Linked DNA regions of Sus scrofa: region 2 is linked to region 1. A link is a contact called in public Hi-C data. All regions are on one chromosome and are shown on one strand. The core of a region is the stretch at or near the end of the contact, and the rest is flanking DNA. Distances in the headings are between cores, read along the strand shown.

Evidence for each region. Hi-C and Micro-C count contacts between places; a contact is called where the count stands out from the background.
Region 2: a contact with region 1 is called in a Hi-C map of heart right ventricle, with 1.6 times the contacts expected there. The contact joins the promoter of RAB20 here to the promoter of COL4A2 in region 1. A contact is called at or near these places in 2 of 47 Hi-C or Micro-C datasets (embryonic fibroblasts and heart right ventricle).

What each region holds. Positions count from the first base shown.
Region 1 is chr11:76,994,278-76,999,430 of Sscrofa11.1, forward strand. It overlaps COL4A2 (collagen alpha-2(IV) chain), which reads left to right and starts at 2,608. Exons shown (of 48, transcript XM_021065909.1): 1 at 2,608-2,629; 2 at 3,777-3,864; 3 at 3,972-4,026. The coding sequence starts at 3,821. COL4A1 (collagen alpha-1(IV) chain) reads right to left here and starts at 3,132. Exons shown (of 54, transcript XM_021065910.1): 1 at 2,940-3,132. The coding sequence starts at 3,020.
Region 2 is chr11:77,186,829-77,191,981 of Sscrofa11.1, forward strand. RAB20 (ras-related protein Rab-20) reads right to left here and starts at 2,065. Exons shown (of 2, transcript XM_003482931.4): 1 at 1,600-2,065. The coding sequence starts at 1,771.

The sequences.
Region 1 (5,153 bases), core at 1,358-3,857:
AGGAGGCTGCAGCCCTGCCGGGGAGGAGGGTGGGTACCACCCACTGCTGCGGGGGTAGCGGGGGAGGAGGGCGTGGCATGAAGAAGTGTTCAGGGCGCATGTGCGGAAGCAAAGGCGGCGGGATCCCAGAAAGCAGGCGCAGATCTGCCAGGGAAACTGAGGGTCGGGGTTACCGAGTCCTCCGGCATCGTCTGCTTAGCAAAAGCGGCACAGAATTTCAGATCCACGCTTGTTCTGACTACACCATTAACATACACACGGATCACTCCGTAAGTGTGCACTCTTACACACACACATAGCTTCTGCACACTCTTCTGGCTGGTATTAGAGGCGCTTCCCTTCTCCTGATCTAGTTCCAGGCGTCAAGAGCATGAAGATTTGATTACATCTTCATCAAGCTCATTCCTGAGATACTCGGTTCATGCTGCTGTCATGGGGACTAAGTCAAAAATCCGCCTTCTCCCCTAAATTGCACTTTCTGCAGAATGTGGTCCACACTCACAGGAATTAAATCTCACCTCGCTTGCCTTCTAGGTCCTTCAGTCCCGGAATAGTGACTAATGGTCTGGCGATGCCAACACCCTAACCCCCAGCAGGCATCTCCACGCTTTGGGGAAAGTTCACATTTCTGATCCGGAGAAATCATTTGTCAAGAAGTATTCTACAGACCCGTCGGAGGGGGGAGTTTGGAGGAAGGAAGAACTCATTCAGCTCAGTGACTATGGAACTCAGGACAGGGGATGCTCAACACTATGGGCCGAACCTGAGGGTGGGAAAAAAAATCACTGGCTTAGGAAATCCACCCACTGGTAAATGAATGGTACAGCCATAGCAGAGATGGTCAAAAACAAAGTCAAACAGCCTTTCGTGGGAACAATAATAACAATAATGATACGTGCAATTTGTGCCTGGCACACAGTAGGTGCTGTTTGGGTGTAAAATGCAGGTAAAGTGAGAATCAGATACCCAAAAACACAGGTAATCCAAGAATCCTTTGTCTTGGCTTTTGAATTGGGATTTGACTGATTTATAGCATCTTATGATTCAAAATGCATTTTTAAACAATGTTTTGCTTGGGTCAATATGGAAAGTATTTCAGCTTTCTGGTGTACCTCACAGCTGATTTTGGAAGGAGGTAGGCAAAACAAAAAAAGTCATTGGCATGAAGAGTGAGACAAATTTTCAAGTTAGCCAGATATTATTTCAACATGGATTTTCTTGTACAACCATAAGCCCTGGGCTTACTAATAAATTTTCTCTCCCTAAATAAACCAGGAGAAATATAGTGAAATGATAGCACCTGTTCAGTCCCCTGAGAATCAAAGGGTTCCACACACCAGAGCTCTTAAAACACTAGGTGAGATGTGTAGGGACGGAGCAGAGCCAGGACGGGAATGTAGTGGGCTTCCGAGAATGATGCTAGAGAAGCAAAGTCATCTCAACCCCAACAGTCAGAGTGGCTGTTCACTCTCAGAGTGGCTCGTTCTTTAAAGTCCTGGCTATTTGAAAGCTAGCTCTTAGAATTAGCTTTGATTTGCTACTATTATCCATCAGAAAATCTAAGTCTGAACAGAGCTTCCTATTTCCAAATACAGAACTTTCTCACGTTTCCTTGCCATGCCTCCTTGCTAAATCTCTTGGTCCAGATTTCTAGACCCAAATAAAGTGTTCTAGAGCCTTCTCTTTTGAAAGCATTTTGTCATCACGACCAGAGGGTGTTTAAATAACCAACCAGGGTGCCTGGCTAGACTCTGGGCTGGGAGAAACCATCTGAGGTTAACTGCTGGTGTCATCATCAGTCTTTTCCATACCCAGTGACCCGGCTGCCAGCCAAGAGCTAGACGCTCAATTCCAAGACTTGCATGCATTCCACCAGTTTATTCTGGAAAGGAACAGTTAATAGTTGATATGCAGTGAAGTAGAGTCTGTAAATATTCTGCCTGAAGAAAGGGGGGGGGGGACACCTAAGAGCAAAATTCAGATTTGAAACAGTAAAAGAGTGAGAAATGTGGAAAGAGGAAAATCGTTCTTAAATATTCCGGCAGGAAATGCAAAATGTGTTTCGAAGCCACACCTTTCCAGGGCTTGTCTACCGCGCTGTGACACTAGGGAACAGCTGAGGTCCTTCTTCCGTCTGAAGGGAAGGGAAAAAGGAAGAACAACATCAGGGACCGTCCCCAGCTGGACGCCTTCACTTTTGCAAACCGAACTCCCGGAGGAAATGAAAACTAGGAAAACAATTTGTGCATAGAACAATGAGCTGGAGTTTCATTTTGGTTTCACACTCAAATGTAATGTCATTATAACTGTTTTAATACAGAATGCAAGTCATCGAGTGGAGTATGGAAACGCTTGAAAGCAGCCCTCCAGAAAAGCCCCGCTTCTGTGCTTCAGCAACAGCAAAGTCGTGGGAAAGCAAAGATACAGCTGTTTCCAGGCAAACGGCCCAGAACTGTTCAGCATCAACCACCAGAGTCTCCAAAGCAGCAGAGAAACACGCCCAAAGCGACTCCCAGGCACATGTGTGGGGCCGCGAACGGCATGGGGCGCGCGTGTCCACCTCTCCGGCCCCCGGCCCGCTCGGGCACCCGGACCAGGTGAAGGCGCCCGGCGGCCAGGCGCCCCCGAGGTGCGAATTCAAATCCCGCTCACTCTGGGCACTCTCGCCCCGCGCCGGGCGCACCGAGTTCTGCTCGCTGCTCCCTGGCCCCGAGCAGTCCCCCTAACTCGCCCCCACCCAGCCCACAACAAAGGAGGCTTCCCAAAGGATGCGCGATCCAGCCCACCGGGGTCCCCGGAGGGGACAGGCCGGGAGACGGCGCCTGGCCGTACCACGCGCGACCCCGGGCCCGGAGGGCGGCCCCGGCCGGGGACAAAGGGGCCGCGCGGGGCGCCGGGGCGCAGGGCGGGACGCCGGAGCGCAGCCGGCGGGGACTCACCTTCGCGGCGGCCCGGCTGCTCTCGTGGAGCAGGAGGGCGGCGGGCAGCAGCAGCAGCCAGACGCCGAGCCGGGGCCCCATGGTGGCGCGCCCGAGGCGGCGGGGACGGCGGGGGACCGCGGCGGCGGCTCACTCTCGCAGGGCCGGGACCCGAGCGCGGCGCACCGTGCGGGGCGCGGCGGCTCGCGGCGGAGACCTGAGCGCGGCGCCGCGAGCTCCCCAATTTGTTGGGGGCAGCCCCTCCCCTGGGCCGCCCAGGCGGGCGGCGCCTCAAAGGGGAGGACCCTGCGGCGCGGGTAAGAGGCGGCGGGAGCGCGCGGCCGGGGGACTGTGGCCTCCGCGCGCCGGGACGCAGGGCTCCGCGCTCCGCACCCAGCGCCGCCCGAGCCGCCGCTCGCGCTCGCCGACCCAGCGGAGCTCCGAGGGCGGCCACGCGGGCCCGAGGCCGGCCCCGAAAGCCCGGGAGGGCGGCCGCGCCGCGGGGCCGCCGGCGACGCTTGTGCAGAGCGGATGCGCGCGGGCGACCGCCCCTGAAGCCCGGCCGAGGTGAGAGCGGCCCCGGAACGCGGCGCCGCGGGCGGCGGAGGCTGCGCGCCCGGCTCTCGGAGGAGGGAGGGGGGAGGGATGGAGCGGCCGCGGCGGAGCGGCCCCGACCCGGGCCTTGGTGCGCAGGCTCCCCTCGGGCCGGCCTCGTCGCGGGGCGGCTCTCGGTCACCCCAGCGGGAGGCGGGGCCGCACCCGCTCTCCGCAGTCCCGCAGACCGAGGCGGGCGGCGAGGATGCTCCCCCGACGCCCCCGACCCAGACCCCGCTAAGCCCGCTTTGTCTTGTCTTGCAGTCTAGGAGGGACGGATCGGAGCCCAGAGGGGCCCGACTGGGAGCATGGACCGAGACCCGCGGGCGGCGTCGGGCCCTGCCCTGCGACGGTAAGCGGCTTTCTGCCCGTCCCCGTGGGCCCCACGCGCGTGTCCTTCGAGGAATGGCCAAGCCGGGGCCGCACGCTCACGGCGCTTCTCCTCCCCCTCCCATCCAGGTGGCTGCTGCTGGGGACCGTGATGGTGGGGCTCCTGGCGCAGAGCGTCCTGGCGGTAAGTCTTGGCACCGGTTCCGGGCTATGATTCGCACGCCAGAGAAAGTGTTTGGGACACCGAGTGGCCTTGCCAGAAGGCAAGCAGCTTGCGCCTGCTTACACGCGCGCGCACGCGTGTGTGTGTGCGTGTGTGTGTGTGTGTGTGTGTGTGTGTGTGGTGTGCGCGCACCCGCGCATCCGCGTGTCCTGGGCAGGCCCTCCCCAGCCCAGGCTCTGCGAAAACGCGCTTCCCTCAAAGAACGGCGGTTTGCCCTCCCTTGGGTGCTGTGCGTTACAGGCGTGGGCTCTTCCTGGAGAAGGAATAATTAGAAACACGGCCCCGGGCATCCTGTTCCCTCGTTTGAGCAAAGGCCGGTGGTAGAAGTGAGGGAAGACGAGAGAGTCAGACACGTGGCCCTGAGGCTCCAGGCCTAGGGCCAGAACGGTTTGTGTGGCATAGGAAGCCGGCGTCTAGGTCCTGCCCCTGGCAGAGTTTTTGGTTCTTTTGGTTGAGGGGCTTGGGGGGAGGGCGGGGCCAGGAGGACAGGAGGGCTTTGTACTCCTCCCGATGCTGGGAGGAAACAATGGCCAAAAACAAGAGTTTCTCCCCAGATGCGATCTGGGCCTGGAAGAGCCAGGGTGGGGCTTCTAAGTCTCCCACTGGGGACACCACTGACCAAGTGTCCCCGGTCCTAGCCCTGCCATTCAAGGTGACTCTGCCAGCATTGTCTCTATGTGGTGATTGTACAACGGGTTTTGTGGGTTGTGTTTAAGCAGTAGGAGCCACTTTGGCGGAGTGTCATGTGGCACAACTGGCCTGTCCCAGGTGGGCTGGGTCCCTTCAGTGGAAGACTCGCAATATTTAAACTGGGACTGGACATCGGAGGGCGTTACCAGGCGTGCTGGACCCGTCTCCTCCTCTGTCCGGTGGAACTGGGTGGCTCCGGCTCTCCTGGCAGTCTCCTCCCCTCCCCTCCCCTCCCCTCCCCACTCTGGGTAACGTACACACAGGTACATGGGGAGCTGGGCTTGTGGTTTATTTGAGTTCTGTTATTTTCACATTGTTCTGTCCTCACAAACCACAAACAAGGCGGTGAGCTGGAAAAGCTGTCCCAACTTGGAAAGAACCTTTAGCCTGACTTTTCT
Region 2 (5,153 bases), core at 815-3,314, 190 kb after region 1:
GGATGAGTTACATCTTGTTTATTCAGCAGACTGTGCGCCCGAGTCGGCAGTTTGAAAACTCTGGACAGGATCTTCTGGCATACATCTTACTTCTTAAAGTGCAGACATTTAAAAAGTCAGACCTTAAAGTTTCGGGCTTCCAGAAAGTCAAGTTCATTGAGAACAGGCCATACTATTTACAGTTTCTTTACTCGTGGTATCTTATTCCTTTCGTGGGGAAGGAAATATATTCTATTGTAACACCTCATGTCAGTGTAATTTTGTAGAGTTAAACTGTAAGCTTGAAGCAAGATCCTCCAGTAAACTGTGCTTTTGAAAAAGCACAAATATACCACACAATTACCTGCCTTAAAAATGCTTCTACAGGAGTTCCCGTCGTGGCGCAGTGGTTAACGAATCCGACTAGGAACCATGGGGTTGCGGGTTCGGTCCCTGCCCTTGCTCAGTGGGTTAACGATCCGGCGTTGCCGTGAGCTGTGGTGTAGGTTGCAGACGCGGCTCGGATCCCGCGTTGCTGTGGCTCTGGCGTAGGCCGGTGGCTACAGCTCCGATTCAACCCCTAGCCTGGGAACCTCCATATGCCGCGGGAGCGGCCCAAGAAATAGCAACAACAACAACAAAAAGACAAAAAAAAAAAAAAAAAAAAAAAAAATGCTTCTACAGAAAATCACTTCAAAAACCCCATAACGTCCATGAGCCTAGATCAAGCCAATGATAAGTGGGAAATGCAGATAAACTTGGCATTGAGGGAAGAGACCTCAGTTCTGCTTCCTATTTTCCTGCCTAAGCCCTCAGGGAATGTTGGGAGCTTCCGCTTTCTTTTCCTTTCGTCCTTTTTTTTTTTTTTTTTAAGGGCCACACTGGGGCATGTGGAAGTTCCCACGCTGGGGGTTGAATCGGAGCTGCAGGGCCGGCCTACGCTGCAGCCACACCAGATTGGAGCCACATCCGAGACCTACGCAGCAGCTTGCGGCAACACCAGATCCTTAACCCACTGAGCGAGGGCAGGGATCAAACCTGCGTCCTCATGGACACTAGTCTGGTTCTTGACCCCCTGAGCCACAACAGGAACTCCTGTTTTCTCTTTTGGAAGGAGATGTAATTATATCAGCACTGCTCACCCCTCAAGGTGGTTGTGGACAGCAGCTGAGCTCCTGTTGGTGGAAGGACTTAAATGCCTCGGGTTACCACTAGCTGTCTGGGCAGGGGTGCTCTGGAGCCAGATGCCCCTCGGGGAACACAAGTCACCAGCAGGTTCTCTTTGGAGCCAGGGGTGCTTTCCTGGATTGTCACTAAGATGTACCCAGTAGCTAAACGGCTGGTTTTCCAAAGAGCAAAGGGAAGTAGGAGTAGAAAGGGGCCAAGGGGGGCCCCACACTGTGACGAGGGGCCTGATCCCCAAGACTCAGTCACCTGCAGAGCAAGAGCAGGACCCCTGTGTGGGACAGGGGACACCTGCCCTGAGGGGAACTTGGCCCTCGGGCACCCCGCCCCAGGAGGGCCTGGCTCTGGGAGACCCCGCCCCCAGGAGACCCCGGGCCGTTCCCGACCTTGGCCCTGACAGCCGCTTCGCTCAGCTGGAAGCCCCTCGCCCCTCACCTGCAGTGTCCCAGATGGAGATGTTGTAGGAACGCCACTGCTTCAGGTAGAAGGCGCCGCCCACCGTGCTGACTGTGTCCGGGAAGCGCCGCTCCATGTACCTCTGCAGCAGCGACGTCTTGCCCACGTTCATGTCCCCCAAAAGCACGATCTTCCCGTCTGGCTTTCTCATTTTCCCGCAGGAGCCCCCCCCTTTTCCCGTGCCCTCTGCCCCCTGTGCCCGGGGCGCGGCAGGAGCAGCCAGGCTCCCCGAGAAGGCTCAAACTCGGAACTCGCGGAGACTAGGACTCGCGGGGACCCCGAACTCGTGGCGACCCTCCGGTCTGGACGCCTGGGAACGCGGAAGAGGAAGCGCGTGTCCGCGCTGGGAAGGAGCCGGGGACCCAGCCCGACGCCCACTCAAGGTGTCCAGACCGCGGCGGTCAGCACCAGGTCGGGGGCGCCCGGGCCCCGCCCCGCCCCGCCTCCAAGCCCCGCCCCGCCTCCAAGCCCCGCCCCCAAACCCCGCCCACCCAGCCTCCCGAGGCCCGGGCCCGCCCGCGCCCCGCCCCCGTGGACTTGGCCCTTTGGTCGGAAGGTGCTTTCTGCCTGGAAACCTTGGGCAGATTCGGACAGGTGGGAGCCCCGGCTCCCGGGGGCTCGAGCGAAGATGGAGACGGAGTCCCGGGAGGCGGGCCCCGGCTGGACGCCTCGCAGGGACGCGGCCCGGGCCTGCTGACCTTGGAGCCGAGAGTCCCGGCGGGGATGGGCCTCCAGCTCCCTCCCCCGCCCCAGGCTTCCCTCTGGGCCGGACGCGCGGAGTTTTCCAGAAGGGAGCGAATGTGGGACACCACCCTCCGACTGTCAAGGACTAGGAAGGAGCGGGGCTTGCTAGCGTCGTTTTGTTTTGTTCACTTGGGCAAGAAGCTCTTTTCTGAGACGTGAACAGCCGTCGCCACTCAAAACTTTGGAGGGGAAAGTCGACGTGGGCAGTTGCAATGACTGCCAAAGACATCTTTCCTCCTTTTGCTGATGGAGTGAACCTCGAAATGCTTCTTAACGTTCTCGGCGTGTGGGAGTTGGCATTTATTTGGGACAAGGGCGATGCCCTAGTCTGGACACCGGGAGGCGGTGTTTGCTGAAGCCGAGCGGTGTCCTGGGGTTCCGGGCGGAAGGGGAGTGGGGCGCCCTGAGCGGGGGAGGCATGAGGGCGTCTCAGCCGAGGAGGGCCGACCTTGAATATTCGGGGCTTTCTCTGCTTCGAGGCCTTCCCTGTTCCCTGTGGCCTACGCCCACGCCACGAGGCGGAACTCTGCCCACGGTTCCTGCCTCCGTCCCGCAGCACAAGCACCACCCTTCCCACGCCTTTCCGTCTCGGCCCTATCCTGCTTCATTTCTCAGGGCTCTCGAATAAAACCGCACTGTTTCATCTCTGTGCATCTCCCACTCTGGAAACTAAGCTCCATGAGGAAGGGACTTTTGTCTTCTGCTCACCACTCTGCCTGGTGGGGGTCGTCTCGCACAAAACAGCTGCTCAAGAAAGATTTGAGCCAGAACATGGTGGCTGAATTCACCATCCCGGTCTCAGCGGGCTCCGCACCTCCCTCCTGGGTCGTTCAAATTTCCCTGCGGACAGGGAGTGTGTTTTAACCAACCCTGGGTCTCTGCCCACCTTTCTGGGGAGCTCCCTCACTCAGTAAACAGGGGGATGATCCCACAAAGGCAGGTCAGTTGCTTCCTTTCTCGGGCATCTCTCAAGTGCTGAACTGAAACACAGCCCCAGCTCAATCAGGATGTGTTTTGTGTGTAGACAAAAGTGTTCATTAGCTGAATGTTGCCTCCACTCAAAACACTGGTGGCTTCTCATCAGGATTTCAGGGGCAAGGACAGTGCCAGCACATAGCCCAGTGCCTGGCATGTAGAATTCACTGAGCAAGTTCATTTAAAATTTTTTTTGCTTAATTGTCCAGCACTTTGGAAAACTAAATTTAACCAGGAGAATGTCCCCATATCAAATTCCAACCAGTCCTAAAAAAATGCCTTAAAAGACTGCTAGTTGTCTCAGTCCTCTTCAGGAAGCAGGACTGAAGAAGAAGTTAAAAGGTTGAAAGTCTGTTTAAACTATCCACTCATGTGCCAAGTTCAATGTTTATTCTGCCTGCATTTAAACCACTGGCCTAACAGGGTAATCCTTTTTCCAATTGCTTAGACAAGAAGTGCCCAAAGCCAAGAAAATCATGTAGTTCCTTTTTAAAACGATGCCAGCTGGAATTCCCCGTTGTGGCCCAGCAGTCAGGAACCTGACTAGTATACATGAGGATGCGGGTTCGAGCCCTGGCCTCGTTTAGTGGCTCAAAGGATCTGGCATGGCCACGAGCTGTGGCGTAGGTCACAGATGAGTCTCCACTCCTGAGTTGCTATGGCTATGATGTAGGCTGGCAGCTACAGCTCCAATTCTGTCCCCAGTCTGGGCATCTCCATATGCCGCAAGTGCATCCCTAAAAAGATTTTAAAAATAAATGAATAAGAAATAGGAAAATGTGGTTGCTTCTGTCGGATTTTGCAAAGTGGCCTGTCAGTTTATAGGTACTTTGATGTGAAACAATTGTACCTTTTAAACTACTCTCCTCTTTTCTTAAACAAACAAGCAACAAGCTCTGCCTCTCTACAGGTATTCGCTTAGCAGATAGGAATTGAGGCGCTAAGCTCCAAGCCCTGACCTAGGACTAGAGCAGTGAGAAAGACAGCCAACAAAAGAGACAAGCAAGGAGTTCCCACTGTGGCTTATCGGGTTAAGAATCTGACTAGAATCCTGGATGATGCAGGTTTGATCCCTGGTCCACTCAGTGGGTTCAAGGATCCGGCATGGCCACACGCTGCAGTGTAAGTCACAGACACATCTTGGATCTGGCGTAGCTGTGGCTGTGGCATAGACCAGCAGCTGTAGTTCTGATTTGACCCCTAGCCTGGGAACTGCCATATGCCGCAGGTGCAGCGCTAAAAAGAAAAAAAAAAAGCAAAACATGTAGTATCCTAGATGGTGATTAAATACTTGATGGAGAAAATCGGAGCAGAAGAGGTAGACAGAGATCGAGGCCTGGGGATGTCTGCAGGGTTGGATTTTCAGCAAGATGTCTGTGAAGATGAAGTTTCTGGAGCCCTGGAATGAGATCAAGAGTTAAACATGCCCCTACCTGGAGGAAGAAGGGTTCAGGTACGGAGAGCAGTGAGTGCAAAGGCCCTGAGGCAGAAGCCAGGGGGCCGGAGCGGCTGGAGCACAGCGCAGGGGAGCTGGCCACCAGGCCCACGAGGACGGGGGGCAGGTGGCCAGAGAAGGTCCTCAGGGCCTGGGGTCATGACAAGGGCTGCGTCTTGCATCTGAAAGAGGTGGCAGCGTGCCCGAGGCTTCTGAACGGAGGAGATCTGTCCTGACCCCACCTGCTGTGCTGATGTGGCCCTGGGGACATTGGTGACTGGGAGGTGAGTGGGTGTGAGGGCAGGCGTGAGTGTGCAGGTGTGAGTATGGGGTGTCCCGAGCTCGGCAGCCCCCGTGGGCCCCACTGCACGTCTCTGCT